Regions from separate parts of the Mus musculus genome. Here regions 1 and 3 are each linked to region 2. A link is a contact called in public ChIA-PET and HiChIP or PLAC-seq data. All regions are on one chromosome and are shown on one strand. The core of a region is the stretch at or near the end of the contact, and the rest is flanking DNA. Distances in the headings are between cores, read along the strand shown. Region 1 overlaps Padi2 (peptidyl arginine deiminase, type II). Region 2 holds the start of Atp13a2 (ATPase type 13A2). Region 3 overlaps Padi2 (peptidyl arginine deiminase, type II).

Region 1 (2,700 bases), core at 26-2,525, 61 kb before region 2:
CGATGGGCCCCAGGCAGGCCAGGCTCCCTGTGGGAACTGTTTCCCTAGCATGTGCCACAGCGCTGATGGAAGAATGGATGTTCCTGAGACAGAGGCTGCCCAGGAAAGCCATTTGTTTCCCCCTGTGCCTCTTTTAAATTTAAAGTCATCGAGGGTGGTGTTAGCACACAACTTTAATCCCAGCACTCAGCAGGCAGAGACAGACCTGGTCTAAGTAACGAACTCTAGGCCAGCTGAGGCTATCGAGTGAGACCCTGTCTCAAGAAAACAGATAACTATAAATTAAAATTAAAACCGGCAGAGGTGGCTCTTACCTGTCAGTGCTCAGGAGGCAGAGACAAGAGGATTGGTTGTTCATGGCCAACCTAAGCAAACCCTGTCTTTACTGGGGGTGTGGGGAGGGGTGTTATAGAGAAATCTCTTAAAGACAGATTGTAGGTCTTGATAATCCTGACCAAACTGCTCCGGAGGCTGGAGATGTAGCTCAGTTGACAGAGGACCTGTCTTCAATGCAGGAAACCCCGAGTCTGTTCCCTGGCATTGACCTGGAGCTAAGCAATCAACGAAAAGGCGTCCAGTCCCTTAACGAGAATGTTCATACCTGGACCAGTGAAGTTTTCATCAGTGTCTTTGCCCACCTTGTGAACACCCTTTCTAGTAGCTAGTAGTGGTTGTGCATGCTAGGAATCCCAGATCTCAGGAGGTAGAGGAAGGAAGATCGGGAGTTCAAGGCCCTCCTCTGCTATATGGTGAGTTAGAGGCCAACTGTGTGAGACCCTGTCTCAAAACACGAACAAATTTATCTCTTGGATTGTAGGACCAGGTCAGTCCCAGAGGATAACAAAAACCTAGAGAGACCAAAGTTCAAGGAAGAGTCCTTCTCCTGGGCACTTGTCCTGGAGATCGGAAAGGCACCTTCAGGGAGGGCCAAGTGGAGCTGATGCAGAAAGAGGGACCATTGTGGCAAAGGTCTGGGAGTCTCTGGGGTGCAGACGGGCATCCATGTGGGTAGAGCATAGTGTGTGGAAGAGCCCAGATGCCGAGGCCGTGGGTCTCCGCAGCCTTGTGTCTCACCAGCCTTACAGAAGATCTGAGAATCCAGGCTTTATCTGAGCTAACAGTGAGGGCTTCACACAGGGAAACGGCATGATCCAGCTGGAGGCTGCTCTGGGCACTGTGACTGCAGGAGAGAAAGCAGAGCAAGGTGCCGGCCCCCTCGGGAGCACTCAGAGCGTGTCTGGAATCAGTCACCTCAAGCCTGTCTTAGAATGTCACTTCCTGCCACCATCTCTGCCAGACACGGTCATCTCACACCAGAGCTGAGGCCCACACGCCCCGTTCAGCCTTCCTGTCTCTCTGTGCTCTTGAATGTGGGTCCTTTCTGGGTACTGGATTTGGTAATGGAGCCTTCCAGGTCCCAGCTGCTGTCCTGGAGGGTAGGAAGTACTCCTTACCGTGTCTGTCCCTCAGTATCCCACAGAGGTTGCATGATGACGGAACCAGGGGTGGCCTTGACCATGTCACTGCTGTTGCAGGCATCCTGGACCTGGGGTCCTGAGGGCCAAGGGGCTATCCTGCTGGTGAATTGTGACCGAGACACACCCTGGTTGCCCAAGGAGGACTGTAGTGACGAAAAGGTCTACAGCAAGCAAGGTGCCAGTGGGGCCACACTGGGGGACCGTGGGAGCGTGCTGTTCTGTCCCGGGCAGGACAGAGGGTGAGGCAGGAGTATACTTGGGCCTACAGGGGATGATGCTCAAAATAAATGACTGCAAATGCCATTCAACTACACTTCGACAGACCAGCAAGATTGTGCAGAGGGTAAAGGAATTTGGCAACAAGCCAGATGATTTGAGTTCAATTCCTGAGACACACATGATAAAGAGAAAGAACAGATTCCCACAAGCTGTTCTCTCTCTCTCTCTCTCTCTCTCTCTCTCTCTCTCTCTCTCTCTTACACACACATACACACACACATACATACACACACACACAAACAGACACACATACATACACACACACAGACACACACATACATACACATACACATATACACACACACATATACACACACACATACACACACACAAACAGATACACACACAGACACACACACAGGCACACACACACATACACAAATACACACATACACACACATACATATACACACACATACATACACACACACAGACACACACATACATACACACACACAAACACACACACACACACAGACACACACACACACACAGATGACAAATAGATAAGTCAGGCAAATCTGAGTTCCAGGCCAATGTATGAGAAAAAAAAAAAAAAGACTAGAAAAAAACCCCGAAATTCCTAAAGGGTTGACCAGTTCTCCCTGGTGCTAGAGAAAGTACCTTTTCCTTAGGCTTCTGGTAGTTACATGCATGAAGGAGGGGCCTTGAAAAAGCCATGGTGAGCCCAGCTCCCATAACATCCTCTTCCTAGTCTCCCTTATCTACCCACAGACCTCCAGGACATGTCTCAGATGATCCTGCGCACCAAAGGCCCTGACCGCCTGCCCGCCGGGTATGAAATAGTCCTCTACATCTCCATGTCAGACTCGGACAAAGTGGGCGTCTTCTACGTGGAGAGTGAGTGATCCAATTTTTGCATTTGCAGCCACTGTCCCTCTCTCTGGATACAGGTTCCCCAGGGCCATGGAGCCCACAGAGT
Region 2 (2,700 bases), core at 109-2,608:
CGTACGCCTTTAATCCCAGCACTTGGGAGGCAGAGGCAGGTGGATTTCTGAGTTCGAGGCCAGCCTGGTCTACAAAGTGAGTTCCAGGACAGCCAAGAAGATACAGAGAAACCCTGTATCGAAAAACCAAAAAAAAAAAAAAAAAAAGAGCATGAGTGGCTCTTCCAAAGATCCTGGGTTCAATTCCCAGCACCCACATGGCAGCTCATAGCTGCCTGTAACGCCAGTTCCAGAGGATCCAACACCCTCACACAGACACGCATGCAGTCAAACACCAAGGCACGTGAAAAGAAATAAAATTTAAAAAAAAAAAATAGGTCCAAACCCAGTAATATGGCTCAGGGGGTAAAGGTGTTTGCTGGGGACTTAAGGTCAATTCCTAGGCACCCACAGAAAGAATATGACTGACTCTTGAAGACTGTTCTCTGATGTGCTATTGTGCATACATGCACCACCACCACCACCACACACACACACACACACACACACACACACACACACACACACACACACACACACACAATTAGAATTAATAGTGCTGTTTTGTTTTGTTTTGAAGAAAAGGAGACCCAGGGAGGTTAGCTTACACATCTACAGTCACACAGCCTGGAAGAGACAGGGGCAGGCTTGAACCTGCACGCGTAAGGTGCAGTGCTGAGGGGTGCGCCTGAGGCTGTGGTCGCGGACAGGACACTTTCTCCTCTTCCACCTCTGTCTCCCAGTATGGCCCCCCTGTTTGTCTGCCAGCAGCCTATCCGTGTGCCTGTCTTTTTGTCTGTCCTGTCTCCCAGCATATCGGTTTTCCGTTTGTCTGTTCTGTCTGGAGACTGTCCCACCTGTGTCTTCCAACCTCTCCCTCCCACTCTGCCTGCCTATTTGATGTTTGTCTGTCCGCCTGTTTCCTGTATTATTGTTGTTCTATATGGAGGCTGTTCCAATGGGGTGTCCCAACGTTCCTTTCTGTTTGTTTGTCTGTCACCTCTCTACCTCTTTGTCTGTTGTCTGCCTGGTGCCCCCCCCCCCGCCCCTTTCTGTCAAGCCGGTCCACTTGTGTCTTCCCAGCATCGCCCTCTGTCTGCCTGTATGTCTGCCTACCTGTCTCGCAGCCTGTCCTTTTCCGTCTATCTCTTTTGTCTGGGGACTGTCCCGTCCACATTCCCTTGCTTCCCATCTCTTCCCTCCTCTCCCCATCCCCCGACTCGCGCCTCCACCCACGCTGCCCACAGCATCAAGATCTCAGCGAGCTCCGGACAGAGGCCAGACTGGGAACTACAAGTCCCGGCAGCCCGCGCGGCAGCGACGGACGCAGGCGCCGTGGAGGGGCGGGGCTTGACGGCCGCAGACTGCGGCACAGTTCCAGTCGCCGTCGCGTCTTGCAGGTGCTGCCCAGCCCGGCCCCTCCGCGGATCGCCGCAACCGGCGCCCCCCGACCGTGCCCCGGGGCCTCGCACGCCGAGCCCAGGCCGCGGGCCACAGCGGCCGGCGATGAGCGCGAGGAGCCGAAATGAGCGCAGGTGAGCGGCGGCCCGGCCCTCCCTTCGGGTCTCATCCCCAGGCCCCCAGAGACAGATTTAGGTTGCCGCTGCGCTCACCCTAGGGCCGGGGGTTCCTGCCCTCCCCATCCCCTCTGAATGCATTCGACCCTGAGTGACAGGTCCCAGTGATGGACGCGGTGCACCGCCGTGGGTCCTCTGTGCAGCACCCATATGTGCTACATGAACAGGATTAGGGAAGCCAGCTCTCTGCCGAGGCACAAATGCACTCCTGACCTACACAGAAAGCTTGCCAGTGGCCACATCCAAGGACCATATCCTGCATGCCCCCCCCCCATGCCAGAATGAGTGTCTTAGGCTGAAACCAAAATCCCACCAGATGCAGATGGTCTGCTAACCTCCGGGTGCTAGCATGTCTCTGTCTAGCCCAGTCCCCAACTTCCATCCGACAGTGTCTTAGGTGAGGAATGGAAAACAATAGGGGGCTACAATTCAACTTGTGATAAGAACAACGTCTTCCCCTTATGCACCAGACCCCTGACTCTGCACTTGAGCAAAGTCTCTAGCGTCTAGCATAGCACCTAGAATCTACATAAAGACCTCCTAGGCGCACACCCTCCCAGCTTGAGGGAAGCCATGAGCTCATGGCCATGGGGGAGCCACCAGAAGTAGATGCTGGTGCCCTGGGCCACTGATAGATTAGCAGCCGGAAGCTGGGTCTTCCGCAGGAAATAAGAGGTTCCCAAATGGCTTTGACTCCCACCCCTCAGCTCTACGGTGCTGGTGTGGCTGCCCCAGGGCTGGGAACTGGGCTCAAGCCTCGTCTCTGCCATGCGTGTCTTTATGTTGGTCTTTCATTCTTGGCCTGCCTTTTCTTGGGCTTTGTGTTTGGGTTTCTGGCTGAGTGCTGAGAAGGGTGTCAAACCTGGACCTTTTGCTCTACTGGAGCTATATTGTAATTTTGTTGTTGTTGTTGTTGTTGTTGTTTTGTTTTTTGAGATAGGGTTTCTCTCTGTAGCCCTGGCTGTTCTGGAACTCACTTTGTAGACCAGGCTGGCCTCGAACTCAGAAATCCGCCTGCCTCTGCCTCCCCAGTGCTGGGATTAAAGGCATGTGCCACCACACCCGGTGCAATCTTTGCATTATATTATTTAATCTTTTAAAGATTTGTTTTTAAAATGTTTGTGTGTGTATGTGTGTGTGTGGC
Region 3 (2,700 bases), core at 176-2,675, 42 kb before region 2:
GTACACTGTAGCTGTCTTCAGACACACCAGAAAAGGGCATCAGATTCTATTACAGGTGAGATACCAGGTGGTTGCTGGGGATTGAACTCAGGACCTCTGGAAGAGCAGTCTAGGCTGGCTCTTAACCTCTGAGCAGTCACACCCAGATAATGGCTGATCAGTTACAACAGTCCAGGAAAAGGCTGAAGGCTCTGGGGCAGAATGTCCTTTTTGGAATGAAAGGACTGGGCGCCTCTGTGTATCTCAGAAACTCTGCAAACTGCCCATCCTTTTGGAGAACCCCTTCCCTGCCACCATCCCAGGCCACTTTGGGGCCTGTACTTGGATCTGATGATGTTGCCCAGGATACAAGAAGAGACACAGTCAGCCAGTCCTAAGACAGACAGACTTCCTAGGAAGCCAGTGACTCTCAGCATGAAAGGCACCAAGTACTGGGCAGCCAGGACTCAGGTCCTTCTGGCATTCTGGCTACCTCCCCGTCCCCCAGTGCCTCCCCTGACAATGTGCCACCCACGGTGGCATCTCTTGCAGGAATTTCGGCTGCTCATGGCCAGCACCTCCGCCTGCTACCAGCTCTTCCGAGAAAAGCAGAAGGCAGGCCACGGGGAGGCCGTTATGTTCAAGGGTGAGTGAGCAGAAGCCCTTGACAGGAAGCCCCACAGAGCTCAAGAGGGCCTTGTCCCAGAGCACCCAGCTGCACCACCAAACCCAAACCAAAGGTCACGCCTGCCTGGCGATGCAGAGTTGATGGAGCGCTTGCCTAGCATGCACCAAATGCTGGGTTCGATCCCCAGCACTGCAGAACCCAAGTGTGGTGGTGCCTGCCTGCGGTCCTAGCACTCACAGACAAAGGCAGAAGGGTCCTAACTCCAGGGTCATGTAACCCTGTCTCAAAATAGAGAAGGGCAAAGTGTATCTTCAGAACTGATATCTGAAAGAGCACCAGACCTAGAGAGGGACGGAAGGACCCAAATGACTGCCACATGATCTGAGCCCAGAAGCTTGGGTTTTCAAGACAGCGGGATGGAAGCCAGGACCTTCTGAGATGGTCATGCACTCTTCTGCTAAGCCACATCCCTTCTGCCATACCCCATCCACCCCCAGAACAGTAAAGGGGGGAGAGAAACAGTGTCGATGCTGGAGGCCCAGGAAGGGAAGTGGTTTCAGCTGACATCACGCCTGCCCTGCCGGGTCTGGAGTGAGGCTTTGTCTCCCTCCTAAGTGGAGCGACATAGCATCTGCTGGGTCTGGAATGAGGCTCTGTCTCCTCCAGTGAGGCTCTGTCTCCCTCCTAAGTGGGGCAGACCCAGGGATGAGCTCTGTACCTGAATTAATCATGAGAAAGAGACTCTGCTGAGGGAAACCCTGCCAGGCGGCATGGTGAGAAATGCCACAGCACATCTGCACTCTTGCTGTGGTAAAATAGACACAATGTATCAGTCACTGTGTCTTACCACTTCCTGCCACATGGTAGCTTAGTATCCTGACACTCATAGTCACTGGGTAATGCTTATGCTATTGTCCTGTGTCCAAGGAGTGGGACTGGAATGCTGCCCGTGTCCAGGACAGATCCACGTAAGACTGCCATCCTAGCCGGGCAGTGGTGGTGCACACCTTTAACCACAGCACTCGGGAGGCAGAGGCAGGTGGATCTCTGAGTTCAAGGCCAGCCTGGTCTACACAGTGAGTTCCAGGACAGCCAAGGCTGTGATAAAACTAAAATAACAAACATAGATAGATGGATGGATGGATGGATGGATGGATGGATAGATGGATGGACAGACAGATAGATAGATAACACTGCTATCCTGTTCTAGCCTCCTGGTGGCAAGTTTTTTTTTCTGCGTTGGCAGGTGTAAGGCTTGGCTTTCTAGAAGTTTCCTTTCTATCTTAAGCTTGCCTCAAATGCTGCCTCCACACACCATGGTTAGAAATATTAATGCCATAGAGTCACGGAGAGGACTGTGGCGTGGTGGCAGCACAGGGGCAGGGTCCCACAGCCCTGGTCTCTTTGGTGTTGTGACGCTACAAGTCTGGGCCATGCAGAGAGCTGACAGGCTATATATAAATAAAATATAACACTTTTAGCACTCGGGAGGTGGAGGCTGAAGGTTGTAGGTTCAAAGCCAACCCATAAGAAAAAAAAAACTAAAAGGAAAAAATAATGTTAATCAAATATACAAGGCTCACAGCCTTGTGGTCCGGCTGCCTGTGTGGCCACTTGCTGTGTAGGGAAACGCAGCTTCCTCACCTTTAACAGTAGCAGCTACCTCACAGGAACATGGGGAAGACTGTCTGGGGAGCACGGCTAGCATTTAAAAGATTACTTATCTAGTGTATACAAGGTCCTGGCTTCCGACCAAAGAACAGACTGCAGGCACTTGGATGTCACTAATCTGACCTAAAGCCTCCAGGCTATGGAGCTAGAGTCAGAGGCAGGCTCTCTCCAGGGCCAGCACTGAGTAACAGGAGGGGTGTTTGAACCCTGGTCAGCTGCTAACATTCAAAGGGGGCACCCAGGTGACTTCTCCTCCTGCCAGAGAGCACAAGGTGCCTGCACCCCCATTCCTGGCTTAGGAGACATGGTTGGTCTGGAGAGGGGGACACACATGCCTCCCTGGGTAGAAGGAGATCACCCCTCTTCCCCATCCATTCCCCCCACCTCACTCCCACCCCATTCCCCACCCCCCTCCACTGCCA

The links. ChIA-PET counts read pairs in DNA pulled down with a chosen protein or histone mark. HiChIP or PLAC-seq counts read pairs in DNA pulled down with a chosen protein or histone mark.
Region 1: a contact with region 2 is called in an H3K4me3 HiChIP or PLAC-seq map of the 230-238 cell line, with 15 read pairs. The contact joins the enhancer-like site here to the promoter of Atp13a2 in region 2. A contact is called at or near these places in 1 of 484 Hi-C or Micro-C datasets (female germline stem cell-derived STRA8 germ cells) and 3 of 115 datasets of contacts at active chromatin or transcription factors (the 230-238 cell line, pancreatic cancer cells and pro-B cells).
Region 3: a contact with region 2 is called in an RNA polymerase II ChIA-PET map of effector CD8 T cells, with 92 read pairs. The contact joins the enhancer-like site here to the promoter of Atp13a2 in region 2. A contact is called at or near these places in 1 of 484 Hi-C or Micro-C datasets (natural killer cells), 6 of 115 datasets of contacts at active chromatin or transcription factors (the 230-238 cell line, CD8 T cells, effector CD8 T cells and 2 more) and 3 of 9 other capture datasets (adipose tissue, liver and pancreatic islet).

Annotation. Positions count from the first base shown.
Region 1 is chr4:140,924,601-140,927,300 of GRCm38.p6, forward strand. Padi2 (peptidyl arginine deiminase, type II) reads left to right here. Exons shown (of 16, transcript NM_008812.2): 5 at 1,536-1,653; 6 at 2,493-2,618. Among named protein-coding and RNA genes, the nearest start is that of Gm34375, 6.2 kb to the right of the region's middle. Within about 2 kb of position 1,276, at least 40 of the 459 cell types and tissues checked have an H3K27ac peak or open chromatin away from gene starts, as enhancers often do. A contact at or near this core is called in the 230-238 cell line and pro-B cells, where this site is marked.
Region 2 is chr4:140,985,563-140,988,262 of GRCm38.p6, forward strand. It overlaps Atp13a2 (ATPase type 13A2), which reads left to right and starts at 1,359. Exons shown (of 29, transcript NM_029097.3): 1 at 1,359-1,514. The coding sequence starts at 1,505.
Region 3 is chr4:140,943,911-140,946,610 of GRCm38.p6, forward strand. It overlaps Padi2 (peptidyl arginine deiminase, type II), which reads left to right. Exons shown (of 16, transcript NM_008812.2): 13 at 532-625. Among named protein-coding and RNA genes, the nearest start is that of Gm13031, 13 kb to the right of the region's middle. Within about 2 kb of position 1,426, at least 144 of the 459 cell types and tissues checked have an H3K27ac peak or open chromatin away from gene starts, as enhancers often do. A contact at or near this core is called in the 230-238 cell line, CD8 T cells, adipose tissue and 2 more, where this site is marked.